Regions from separate parts of the Urocitellus parryii genome. Here region 1 is linked to region 2. The links are chromatin contacts, called in public Hi-C maps. All regions are on one chromosome and are shown on one strand. Each heading gives the region's core, a stretch centred on a gene start, on an enhancer-like site or on the middle of the called end of the contact. The rest is flanking DNA. Distances are from core to core; before and after follow the strand shown.

Evidence for each region. A called contact is a pair of places that touch in the nucleus more often than the background predicts.
Region 1: a contact with region 2 is called in a Hi-C map of liver, with 5 times the contacts expected there. The contact joins the promoter of Smim45 here to the promoter of Ndufa6 in region 2. A contact is called at or near these places in 2 of 2 Hi-C or Micro-C datasets (liver and muscle).

Annotation. Positions count from the first base shown.
Region 1 is chr5:7,090,445-7,093,717 of mUroPar1.hap1, reverse strand. It overlaps Smim45 (small integral membrane protein 45), which reads left to right and starts at 1,506. Exons shown (of 1, transcript XM_077798667.1): 1 at 1,506-1,712. The coding sequence starts at 1,506. The coding sequence ends at 1,712.
Region 2 is chr5:6,938,795-6,942,247 of mUroPar1.hap1, reverse strand. Ndufa6 (NADH:ubiquinone oxidoreductase subunit A6) reads right to left here and starts at 1,712. Exons shown (of 3, transcript XM_026382330.2): 1 at 1,535-1,712. The coding sequence starts at 1,673.

The DNA of each region.
Region 1 (3,273 bases), core at 257-2,756, 150 kb before region 2:
AGCCATAGGACCTCACTGGGTTTGGGGGTCCAGCTCCTCTACTTCCCATTTGGGTATCCCAGGGTAAGTTAGTGATCCTGTCTGGACTTCTGTTTCTTTATCTGTAAGTTACAGGCAGTGACACCTGCCCCACAGGCCTGGCCTGAGGTCTGTGGAAGTACCCTAGTGGTGCTCTTCCTGCCAGGCAGACAGAAGGGGCTCCTGGGTCCACCCCTTTCTTATACCTTGGGCAAGTTTTAGGAGGTTTAAATGGGTCCTGCTCATTTCTTCCCTGGAGGAGATGATCTGTGATCTGGCTTTTGAAGTGTGAACAAGAGTTTGCTCAGTGACCAAGAACGCAAAGAATATTCCAGGGAAAATGAAAGCAGAGAAAAAGCTGGGGACTGCGTAACATGCAGTGTTCACAGGTGACTGACAAGCAGTTCCACGATGAAACGGAGGGTGTGGAGAGCAGGCAGGCTGCACAAAGCACCTTCCACTGCTACCACCCACTTTCCTGCTTTCTTCACCTCTAGTTCACTGGAAATAATAATAGCTAATATTTGTTGAGCACTGATTCTGTGCCAGGCAGCAGGACTTCAGATATCTTTTGGGCAATTATTAAAAATTCACAGTGCCTTTAGGAAACAGGTCCTATTTCTGTGCCTGTTTTGCAGCTAAAGGAAACTGAAGGTAAGAGTAGAAGAACAAATTTACTATGTAGAACCTACTAGGTGCCAACATTTCATATAAATCAACTCACTCAGCAGTCCCCAAAACCCTAGAGGCCAGGTGCTGTTATCATCCCAGGGTTCTAAGGACTTTGCCAGGACTTTTGATTCTAGCATCTATGGCCTTATAATTATGAAATTTGGCCTGCTCAGACCCTGTTACAAAGAAGCAGGTCCCCTGGGGGTGGATATTTGCTTTTATGAGGCCTCAGCTGGTCAGGGTGTGTAGGTGGCCAGGAACCCATGCATCTGTTGGGATGGGGGAGCTGGCAAACAGCAGACATTGCAACTGCAAAATCAGAGCTGGGCGCAGGGACACAGGGAGACCAGAGGAGGCTTCTCCCCACCTTTACTGGGGCCTCATCAGGGGATGGGTCACCACACTAAATCCTCACTGGGACCTGTGCCAGGGCTGTTTTAGTTTCTCCTTCTACAGGGGAGGAAGTGGACACCCAGAGAGGTTAGGCAACTTGCCTAAAGGCACACAGCTGGACAGGGACAGGGTCAGAGCTGTGCTTATGAGCTGTGCTTAAGCCTCCTCTTATAGGGTGAGTAGGAGCTGGGTGTCTCCAGTTGATGGGGACAGGTCAGTGCGTGGTTAGAAGGCCTGGGCTGCTGAGGCACCATATGATCTGGATCAGGCCGGCACTGCCCCTCGCTCTCCCGGACCCCAGTCTCCCTATGTGTAAAGTGGCGCTTGGGGCCCCGGTCTCTGAGGGTCTCTCTGGGTGGGCGCCACAAGGGGCCCCTCCACCAGCTCTCATGGCCCGTGTCTTGGCAGCCAAAGCCGCCGCGATGCCGCACTTTCTGGACTGGTTCGTGCCTGTCTACCTGGTCATCTCCGTGCTCATCCTGGTGGGTTTCGGCGCTTGCATCTACTACTTCGAGCCGGGGCTGCAGGAGGCGCACAAGTGGCGCATGCAGCGCCCCCTGGTGGACCGGGACCTCCGCAAGACACTGATGGTGCGGGATAACCTGGCCTTTGGTGGCCCGGAGGTCTAAGAGCCGACGTGCGCAGGTCGCAGGTGAGGGTACCCGGTGTCCTCGCTCTACCCGCCGAGCCTGGAGACTCTCGAAGCAAAGGGAGGATGACCCCTTGGTCCTCCAGCTATCTCTCTGTAGCCCGGGCTTCCAGCAGAGCCACCTGGTCCTCCGGGAGGCCCCTGGCCGTACAGGTGGGGCACCTGGGGGTCTTGAGGAAGCCTTAAGGTATTGATCGCCTCTGCGGGCTCCCTGGGTCAAGCCAGCTCTCTCCGCGGCGGCCTTCCCCAGCTCTGGGGATATCCCCCACCGGCCCCTGGGCTTTCGTGCTGCCCAACATTCTCCCCCTCCACCTGGAGTCCACATGGCTGCTCCTGCTTGTCCTGTGCCTGCGGATCCCCCTTTCCACCTGAATCCCCAGTTTCCCTCGCTCCCCTCCCCCCACAAAGGCACCGGCCCTGCAGCTACTTGGGGAAGGCTTCAAAGCTGACTCAGGGAAAGGGCCTCCTTTAAAGGCTGCCTGCCGGGTCCAGCCCAGCCCCACCCTTCCGGCTTAGGCTTGGAATGGTTGAGGGTGAGTGGTAGGGGTATATGCAGAGGGTAGGACTATGGGAAGGGGGGAGAGAGAGAGAGAGAGAGAGAGAGAGAGAGAGAGAGAGAGAGAGAGAGAGAGAGAGAGTGTGTGTGTGTGTGTGTGTATTCCGTGTGTGGGAGTCCCAGGGCTCTGTGGGTGTGAGGACTGTCCTCAGTTGGTTCCAACTCCCTCCTTCTGCCTGCTAAGGCAGCTGACAGGAGTCCCTGGCCACCCACCCTCCCTATCCCATGCTGCACTTCCAGGATTGAGCCCAGCCCCTCTTGAGCCAGGATGCCCAGAACACAAGCCCACCCTGGAGCCCTCCTCCTGTGCAGAGTCTTCATTGCCTCCCTTTGGATGTAGATTGACAGCCTGTCTCACTATCCTTTGCTGGGGCTTCCATCTTCATTTATTCCCAATAATAAAGACTTCATGATTACCTTTGCAGGACTATCCTTTTTTGAAAGGATATCAACTCACCTACTGGGTCCTTGTGAAAAAATAGGCTAGCTCAGTACTTTCCATTTTAGGGATGGGAACACCAAACCCCAGTAAAGGATGAGCAGGGTTTCTCAATGGCAGCATTATTGATATTTTGGAGAAGGTCATTCTTCGATATAAGGGGCTGTTGTGTGCATTGCAGGATGTTGAACATCCAGGGTTTCTACCCATTAGAAACCGATAGCACTTGCCCCTTCTCCTGTCAGAGCAATAAAAAAAAGTCACCTGGAATCCCTGGGGATAGTGTACAGTTAGAATATAAATTCTAGCACCAAGAGGCCAAACAACAGGCCTTAAAGCCAAAGAGAGTTTTTAAAAAATTTTTTTAGTTGTTGATGGACCTTTATTCATTTATTAATTTGTATGTGGTGAGAATCGAACCCAGTGCCTCACCCATGCTAGGAAAGCACTCTACCAATGAGCCACAACCTCAGCCCAGCCAAAGAGAATTTTATTCCTATGGATGGTGCAATTCACAAGAGTTTGTTCAGAACCAGTTTGGTGGCT
Region 2 (3,453 bases), core at 463-2,962:
TACAGATTACTGACCTTCCCTATAGGTCTGACCTTTGCTCCCTTGACCACTCCCTGCCCCCCATTCTGACCCTGCTTTCTAGGCTCCTTAACCCCTACCTTCTTTTTCCCCTCTCAGGCCCCTTCTGACTCTGGGATTCTCTCTCCAAACAGCATTTGAAGGAAGATCCTGGAAAGGGATGATTTAGAAAGAGCTGGGTCCTGACACTTGCAATACCTGGGTTCCATCTTCACCTCAGCCATGTCATGTCCTCCTTAGTTCCTCTCTTTCAGGTGGGTTTAAATTAAGGTCACTAGCAATCTCTCAAAAAGTCAGTCTGAGGACAGGGACTGTGGAGCACAGTTCCCACATTAAAGAACTGGGTTCTACATGGAAGCTCCTTCTAGGGTAAGCCCTATAAAAACAACAGTAGCCAATAACTTAATAAGTGTTAACCAAGTGTCAGGCCCTGTTCTAAGCACTTTGGATATATTAACCTAACACAGTAACTCTCTGAAGATACTATCAGTACCCCCATTTTATAGATGAGAAAACTGAAACACAGATGAAATAACTTGCCCAAGGTCACAGAGCTACTAAAGGGCAGAGCCTGGAGATGAGTGCAGGCTTATTCTAATCTCCACATTCTGCTGCTTCTCATAGATAGGGAAGTGTCAGCTCTGAGAGTGCTACAATGCTCCCAACTCACTCAAACATGCCTTACCCCTCAGACTAGCAGGGAAGGTCCAAGTTAAAACACACTAAGAACAACAAGATAACAAAGCATGGACAGTCCCACAGTTGTACTACCCCTGGAAGTTTAGGTGGGATTTTCCCCAGTCTTTATTGGATAAAATAAAGTGGGCAGCCGGGGGAAATCAAGATAAGAAAACAAGCTCTGCACACAGGGAGTTTACATACTAATCCTTCAGCTAAACGGACTGAATCTCTGCCATCTGGGCGAAGGAAGGGGTTCTGCGGTAGAAGTGGGGAGACCGGCAAGTCTTGGGAGACTGGAGGGCAAGGAAGCCATCTAGCCTGAAGAGACTGGAAAAGGAGTCGCTGGCTTACCGGACGACCTTGGGAAAATCACTTCCCTTCTCTGGTTCACTTTCTGGTGGTGACAGGAACTGGATGACTGCCCGAATCCTATGGCCACTTTGTTTATAAAACCCAATGGGTGTCTGAAACTGCCTTTTGGAACTAGAGTTGACTCTGGGTTCCGGGCCAGAACGCTTCGCTTCGCCTCTCGGTGCCCTCAGGTGCCTCATCTGCATAATGAGTCTGTCACCGACAGTCCCTGCTCTCCCTCTAGGCCTCGGGAAGAACTAGGAGACAGGACACCAGAGCGCCGAGCGCGCCTGGAACCTCTGTAGGATGCTAGGAACGACTGGTCTGACCTCGGCGCTGCCTTCAGGTCGGGTCCACCTTAGCTCGAGTGACCCTCTTCCCCTGAAGCACCCACAGTCGCCTCTGCCCAAGCTAGTGACCTCGGCTCGGTCGTGAGACCTTGGGCAGCTGCATCCGGGGCCCCGCCTGCGCCGCTGCCTCTCACCAGTGTTTGGCACCTCCCGATACCAGGCGCGGTAGAGCTCGCGCACTCTCCGCTTGGCCTCGTTCATGTCCCGACTGAAAATGGGCTTCACGGAGGTGCTGGCCGCTGCAACAGCCCCGCGGACGCTGCTCGCCGCCATCTTGCTGAGGCGCCGCCTCCCACGCGCGCGTGCGTGGATGTCGTCCTCATTGGCTACAATGAGACGCCACGCCCCCTGCTGGTAGGCAGGAGGACGGCTCCGGGGCTCTCCGATTGGCTGGGAGCCTCTGTTTCAGCGGGAGTAGCCGGGCTCGGGGAACGGCGCACGCTGATTGGCAGAAATGCGGCTCCGCAGTTGGGCTGCTGAATTGTGGCTCCGAAAGGCTGTCGGGCGCCAGGAAACTGCTTCGGGATCTTGGACTGAGTGCAAGAGCCTAGTTGCAGCGTTTCTAGGCGCGCGGGCTCCAGGTTTCCCGTCGACTGCTTGGGCGTGGGTAGCAGGACCGTGAGGGGACGTCTGAGGTAGATACAGGCGCCCGGGCTGGACCGTGGCGGCTTTCTGCAGCAACAGGTTGTTCGCTGATTTATTTTCCTAAAAATCAGTTCTTCCGGTGCGCGGTAGATGTTAGAGCGCCTCCTGGCTTTAGCTTCTGGGCACTTCTGAGCCCTGGGAGGTAGGTCACAGCATCACTCCATTTTAGACAAGGACTTGACATCCCAAGCCGTGGGTCTCGCCCAGAAGCAACCCAGGAACCTGAGCAAGAAACCTGGAAAGAACCTTAAGTCATCCGTTTTGGGAAGCTGCCTGCTGGCATTTTCTCGCAGAACACCAAGGAGAACCTCGAACTGTAACGGAAAAAGTAACAGCTAACAACATGACAGGCGGTGCACTGGATTTTCTAGTTAGTTTAACCTCATAGGCCAGACAGGTACTGTGAGCATCCCCATTTTACTGGTGAGGAAACAGATGGTGCACTTTCCACCTGCCACATTAAGTTGCCTCCCTGCCCGACTCCCCTGTAGGCGTCTCTCTGTCTTTCTGAAGATTCAGTAACAGGCACCTTGGAAGTACTGGGGAAGGGAGAAAGGACAAGGCTGAGTTTAGCTGTGGGACCCCAACTGGCTTGGGTAGGATCCTGCATCGCCCAATCTTTCTCCGTTTTTTTTTTTTCATTATTATTTTTGTACCAGGAATTGAGGGGCGCTTTGCCCCTGAGCTACATCCCCATCCCTTTTTTATTCTGAGACAGGGTCTTGCCAAGTTACTGAGGGTCTTCCTAAATTGCTGAGGCTGGCCTTGATCTTGGGATCTCCCGAGTTGGTGGAGTTGCTGGGATTATAGGCGTGTGCCACTGTCCCGGCTTTCATATATCCTGTTTATTTTTTCTCTTCAGTTTTGTTTATGGCTTTGTTTTATAGAAATTTATTTGTTGATGAGGCAGAATCTAGCTAAGTTGCCCAAGCTGGACTTGAACTCCTGATTCTTTTGCCTCAGGCTTCTCAGTAGTTGGGATTACAGGAGTGAATGAATGTACTTGGCTAAATATAGAAATTTATATATTAATATATGGGGAAGGGGTTGTAGCTCAGTGATCGAGTGCTTGCCTACTGAATGCTAGGACCTGGGTTTGATCCCCAGCCCTGCAAATAATAATAATAATAATTAATAATAATAAACTGAGTATTTTACATCTTATTTAAGACTGTCTTTCCTACCTCAAGATTACAAATATGTTCTTTTTTATTAATACTTTTTAAAAAATTACCATTTTATGTTAATCACTGAGAATTTTTTTTATCACACAATCAAAATGGTATACCTCTATCATATTCAAGGAGCTATAAACACAAGCATCAGTTTCTGTCCATTGATGTTCTCTAGTTTATACCAACAATTTTAATTGCTCAAGATTTAGGTATGTTTTGATATTCCTAAACAA